2 separate regions of the Hordeum vulgare genome follow, and region 2 is linked to region 1. A link is a contact called in public Hi-C data. All regions are on one chromosome and are shown on one strand. The core of a region is the stretch at or near the end of the contact, and the rest is flanking DNA. Distances in the headings are between cores, read along the strand shown.

What was found. A called contact is a pair of places that touch in the nucleus more often than the background predicts.
Region 2: a contact with region 1 is called in a Hi-C map of seedling, with 4 times the contacts expected there. The contact joins the enhancer-like site here to the promoter of LOC123406992 in region 1. A contact is called at or near these places in 2 of 6 Hi-C or Micro-C datasets (leaf and seedling) and 1 of 1 datasets of contacts at active chromatin or transcription factors (embryo).

The regions. Positions count from the first base shown.
Region 1 is chr7H:81,508,224-81,511,428 of MorexV3_pseudomolecules_assembly, forward strand. LOC123406992 (transport inhibitor response 1-like protein) reads right to left here and starts at 1,495. Exons shown (of 3, transcript XM_045100014.1): 1 at 849-1,495. The coding sequence starts at 1,444.
Region 2 is chr7H:81,736,500-81,739,704 of MorexV3_pseudomolecules_assembly, forward strand. No RefSeq gene overlaps it. Among protein-coding and RNA genes, the nearest start is that of LOC123413642, 27 kb to the left of the region's middle. Within about 2 kb of position 1,767, at least 3 of the 3 cell types and tissues checked have open chromatin away from gene starts, as enhancers often do. A contact at or near this core is called in leaf and seedling, where this site is marked.

The sequences.
Region 1 (3,205 bases), core at 245-2,744:
ACACTCGACTCCACTCCTTTATAAGCTGAAGCAAAGCAAGAGAAACAAGCACATCTGGAGTCCGGAGACGTCCAAATCTGGGAGTTGCCAAAGTAGATAAGCATTAAGCTACTCCCTCTTTCCAAATATGTAAGGCCCCATCAAACTTTGAGCCTAGCTTTGACCATGAATTTGAGTAAGAAGTTGTATGCCACAAATATTATACACTAGAACTTTCGGGTACGAATCAAATGGTGTACTTTCTGTGACATATAAATCATATTATGTTGGTCAAATAAGTGAACAAAAGTTAGGCTAAAATTTTGAGGGGCTTTACATGTTTGGAAGGAGGGGGTACAACTGGATCGCGATAAATGCAACAGAATACCAAATTGTCTATTACAGACAGTGGGAGTTAGTTAACCAGGACCCATTAAAAGTTTCGTTACCACTAAATATATATGAACTGCAATATTCCCTACCCAAGATTGTTTTCCATTCGTCAACGGGCACTAACGAAATAAAGCCATAATGTTTTAACGCCTCGAGTCAGTGGAAGAAACCACAAATGTAAGCATCATCAGTACGAATACGTATCAAATTTAGCACGTCAAGATATATTTCGAGTTCATGGGGCCGTCAACCCAAAAAAATATGCGAGTAAAGGGTCTGGCTAGCAGCAAAACATTGGACAAGAAGCTAAAGGATGGCACACGTGCATATATTGAGAACGAGAGAAAGAAATCAGCAAAGAAGATTCAACCTCCGGCACTATCCAATTCCAGTCGAGGTGTCAACCCGAAGTCAACGGGAATGCGTCGACAGCAAGCTATCCGAGACAAAAAGAGAGTTTGGGTAGGACATGGTACCGGCAACGCTCGGCGATGACGGCGAGGCCGAGGGTGCTGAAGCCCTCGCAGCAGACGAGCGAGAGCTCCTTGAACTGCGGGAAGGAGCGCGCGACGAGGCCGAGGTCGTCGTCGGTGACGGTCATGCGTTTGAGGCAGATGCGCTCGAGGCACGGGTAGGCGGGCCCGAGCGCCTCCAGCCAGGGCTTGACGTTGGCGCCCCAGCCGTCAGGGAGGAGGCTGAAGTCGGCGAAGCGCGGCTTGCCCTTGAGCACGACGGCGTGGACGCCGCGGAAGCGCCAGACGGCGCGGCGCGGGTCGACGGCGTAGCAGTTGCCGATGAAGAGCTCGCGGCGCGTCTGCGCCTCGGCGCGGTACCAGGAGCGGCAGACGAGCGAGGCGGCGTTGCGGTCGCGCGCGGCCGTGAGGAACTCGAGCACGCTCTCCAGCACGTTCTCCAGGACCTGGTCGGGCGGCGCGGAGGAGGAGGCGCGCGGGCCGCCGCCGTTGTTGCCGCCCCTCAGATCCGGCGTCCGCCTGCCGCCGGAGGAGGAGCCGGAGGAGTCCTCGGACATGTGCGTCGGCGGGGAGTCCGCCTCCTCCGCCGCCCCGCTCATGCCGGAGGCGGGGGAGGAGGAGGAGGAGGGGCCGGTGATGGGATCGGAGGAGGTGGTGGTGGTGGTGGTGGTGGTTGGGGGATCGGAGGAGGAGGTGGGGGTTGGGGCTGGGGAGGAAGTGCTCATGTGAGACTGGAAAAGGATTAAATAATGATTAGATCGGAGAAGGCAGGTGGACGGGGGAAGTGAGGGGCCATTTTTTTTTCTCCTCCAGAGTATTTTCGTAGAGGGTAGCACTACGGTTACCAAGTAGGCGTACCTTTGTGTACTTTTTGTGTACCTTTGTGGCTTTTCTACTTGAGCCAACAAAGATACTACTATCATTTTTCTCTTTGGGAAACTTTCAACTTATTCATCTTCAATCACGGCCGTATAATAAACATAAAAAATAAAAAAAATCCACATTCGTAGGCCACCTAACGATGACTAAGCACACTCGAGCGAGCCGAAGACACGTCGTTATTATCGTCCCTCCCTCGTCGGAGCGGGAAAGAACTTGTTATGGTAGATAGTCGGGTAGTCGTCTTCCTCATAGTACCAGCGCACTATAATAACAACTGTCGTTGGTGAAGAGTATCATATATCGAAATAAACTAACCTAAAAACATACGAACCTAGACGAACGATTAATAGAGTCGAGCAAATCTACCAAAGACACTTTCACCAAAGACACGCCTCCACGCGCCCATCGACGATGCTAGATGCATCACGTGGACATAGGTTAGGCGGGAGAAACTTATTCCATCTTTAGGGAGCGACCATCGTCTCGTCTTCCCGAGCAGGATATAAACTCTATCAAAACTCAAAGACACGTCTATAATCGGAGCCCTCCTCTAGCAAGGACCGGGATCCACCGTGCTCTCATGGTCCTAAGGCTACCGGAGACGAGGCGGACTGGCAGCAGCATCGACTTGAGGCAGAGGAACCCTAGTCTTTTTTGCGAGAAAATGTCCAATCTATTCGTCATCCATTGTGATACTATAACGAATACCAGAAATAATAATAAATTACATCCATATCCATAGACCGGCTAGCGACGACTACAAGTACTCAAGTGAGCCAAAGGCGTGCCGCCATCATCGCCCCTCCGTCCTTAGAGTCGGGCAAAACTTATTGTAGTAGACACTTGGGAAATCGTCGTGCTAAGGCCAACGCACCAGAACAACAACTGTCACTCTTGAAGATAAGTTTAATAAGGATCCAACATGTAGACACATGAACACACACAAACAAAGATTGGATCCACTGAAGACAAACGCCGACCGAATCCCATGAGATCCGCGAGAGAAAAATCTCCACGCGCCCTTCGATGATGCTAAAGGCACCATCGGGACAGGTACTGGGCACGGAGAGTCTTACTCTATCTTGAGAGAGTCGTCGATGCCGCCTCATCTCTCTGAGTTGGACACAAACCCGAAAAAATCTCAAGAAAGCATCAAAAAATGAAGCCCTCCCGCTGACAAGGACCGATATCCAGCATGCATTGTGTTATCAAGCTTTGGTGCTTTGGTGATGGAGATCAAGAAGCACATGATGATGGCCATATCATGTCACTTATGAATTGCATGTGATGTTAATCCTTTATGCACCTTATCTTGCTTAGAACGACGGTAGCATTATGAGGTGATCTCTCACTAAAATTTCAAGACGAAATTGTGTTCTCCCCGACTGTGCACCGTTGCGACAGTTCTTCGTTTCGAGACACCACGTGATGATCGGGTGTGATAGACTCAACGTTCACATACAACGGGTGCAAAACAG
Region 2 (3,205 bases), core at 517-3,016, 230 kb after region 1:
GTAAAAAGAAATATTTTATATTTTTTTTTTTACGGATTCATTTGGAGGGTCTTCATCTGTGCCAGTCCAGATCAATTCATAAAAGTTGTTTTACGCGATCTGTAAACGCGTTTTGCAGGACGGCGGGATATGGGGTCTGCTAGAGTTGCTCTTAGCAGCGACCTACCTCGTAACCCACCGCCACGGCCCTCATCCTGAAGGAGCGATCAGATTAACTCACCCATTCGTGACCCACCGCCACGGCCCTCTGCGGTGCACTGCACCGATCGACCTGTCAGCCTTGAGAGAGAGGCGATCACTAGCAACAGCCCACGTCGAGCCCAGGCCATTCGACACGCAGCACGCGTTCCGTGTCCCGTCTCTGCTCACGGTCAAAAAAACACGCTCCCCGCACTGTGCACCGGTCACGGTTTGCATGCATGGCTGGACCCTCTCCGGAAGGAAACAGCAGCTGGCTCACTGTTGAGCCACACTGCCAAACCTAGCTAGGCGGCGATGGCCGGTGAGCTCCGTGGCGGCGCATGGCTTGGTGCCCCTGTGCAGGCGAGAGCGAACGCGCCGTCTCCGCGTACTGTACGCACGCACGTACCCGATCGTGGGGCCGGTGTCTCTACGGTGTCATGTATACGTGTCCTCCGTGTTAAATTATTCATTGGGTGTGTTTAGGACACATATAGATGTGTTAAATTATTTATTACACATCTAAATGTCTACATAAACATAAAAAATACTTATATAATATATAGATGTGTTTTAGCAAAACCGTTATTCATTTTTTAAGCGTAGCCCATGACCGACCGACCGGCCACCGGATCATCGGGGAGAGACGAGAGTACATGCGGCTCGTGTTTCATCTCGTAAGTGGCCGATCGACCGGAGGATCTATCCGCTGTGACTCCATAGCGTCTGTGCAAAGGGTGCTCGCTCCCTCTCGGGAGGGATCATCCATGACCAAGCAGACGGATCGAACGATCCGACCCGGACTTCGAGTTCCATCAGAACAGTCTGACTGTCATGAAAAGGAGATGATAAGGATCACCGAGGCCTATCTCGTGGAAAAAATGGCGGAGGCGGAGACGACTGATGCGGCGACGCGGGCGGCCACAGAGGAGGAAGCTATCTGCGCCCGCATTTTGAAGAAAGGGCACCGGCGGAGCACGTGCTCCCTCGCCTGCCGTGCAGAATCGGATGGTCCATGAAATGGCCAGACTGCCATCGAAGGAGGAGAAAGGGGTGAGCGGCGGCGAGGACAACTCCGACGACGAGCAGATCCGGCTCGATTCATACTGCGTCTTCGACCGGTACTTCCGCACAAGGACGACAAGGGCGTCGAGAAGGACAAGGGCAGCCGTGGATGATCTCCAACATAATCAAACATGTCAAATTTTGGTAATCCGATAGCATGTTTAGCAGTGACGAAGTATCCGGACGACGTGTGTACGTGAACGTGATAGTTGCATGGGTTGTATGGATTTGAGATATGATATTTAAGTTACTCAGACGTAGACTGTATTATTTAAGCTGTGATTGGTGAGTGTCTACTGACCCGTCCGGACGTGTTCGCAGGAATTTGCGCGACCGAATTTGAGGGTCCGGCGGTACGGTGCTCGCTGTCCTTTTCTCCCTGTCCTTTGGCCGGTCGATCCTGATGCCGTTGCGTAGGTGGACGACGGGGATCAAGGCCGGGGTGGTTACTGTTTTGCAGAGAGATCGCCTGAATCGGCGTTTCGGGACCCGCCGACGATCTAGACGCATTGATTGCTTTGCGTCGCGGTATGGAAAGACGACCTGTGTGTGTGTTGATGGTGGACTGGGCATGCGTGATCAGAGGTCAGATCAAAACAGGTCGTTCAAATCACCGGCGTCGCTCCGGGATGTCGAAGAGGCATCGGGCTGCGTTCGGATGACACGTTCTTTCGCCTGGCCGACCGGGGTCATGAGGCGCTAGGGGCCAAAAGTCAGCATGCCGATCTGCGTCTTCGTTTGGAGAGTGGATATCGTTCGGCAGAGTTAAAAAGCGAAAATGCTAGACGCCTAGACCTACGAAGAGGATACGTGACTTTAAGAAACATGCCAAATCTATGGATTTTTTTTTTACAGAAAGGCCTTCATGACTAGTTTTATTAAAATTAAACAACACTTACATCGTCCATTAAAATTTAACAATAAAACTTGGGGATGCATTAATTCAAACAAACGGATTGTTTACACGTTCTCACTCAGCTATCTCATGAGCCACGGCATTTGATTCTCTATTACAATGCTCAATAGTAACCTTCCCGAATTCTCGTATTAACACTCTACAAACGTATAGTAATGGAGCTACCATCATAGAGTAACCTTCATTGAGATCGTAGGGCTTCGACCACGATGATATTATCCATCCTCGCTTGTATATTGTTACATCCCAGACTTTGGAGTAGCTTCAACCATTCATGAAGCGCTGCAGCTTCTGATGACACAACATCTGCCACATGATTCAGTTGTGAGGTGGAGTCAACAATGAATTGACCTCTATGATCCCTTACGATCGCTAAAAGAGGCATCGATATTCAGCAGTTGTTGCGAGGCTAGAACTAATGGCCATATGTTCTTCCTCGGAACAAGAGTTCCCTTCCAGCCGCTTTAGTAAAGTTCAATACTAGTGCATATAATCGGGAGTCATATAACTTGCGTCTCAAGTTTAGTTTAGTTATAAAACTTGTAGAATACAAAACTGACTTGTCATCTCGTGCAAATACAACCACTTTGTCCACATATCCCATAATTAAATATTTAGTTGTGCACTTTTAAAATCTACCTACGCTTGCAGGGTGGATTTACATACAATTATAGTATGGACACGTCTAGAGAACACTCAGCCGCCTCAGAAAGTTAGCGAGCGGTTGACAAAAAGGTATCATGTGGCTCCCTTCTTCTTTAAAAGGAAACCTCGTCCTTGAAATAATGCATTTACCTCAGATTTTAGAATTTTTTAAAAGTTATAACTTTTAAACCACGTGTGAAAATTAAGATTCATTTTCACTGTTAGCCCTTGTGACTAGCTCTTCAAAACAAGATCACACATGGATATGTTTTGATGAATTTTTTATGTGCAACTTAATCCCCGTTTGATGCAACTTTCTAGGAGTCAATGTGGAACTACATGACAGTCTATGTGCAACTTTTCCCCTACTCGTGAACGTGCACTTTTCACTCATGCGCA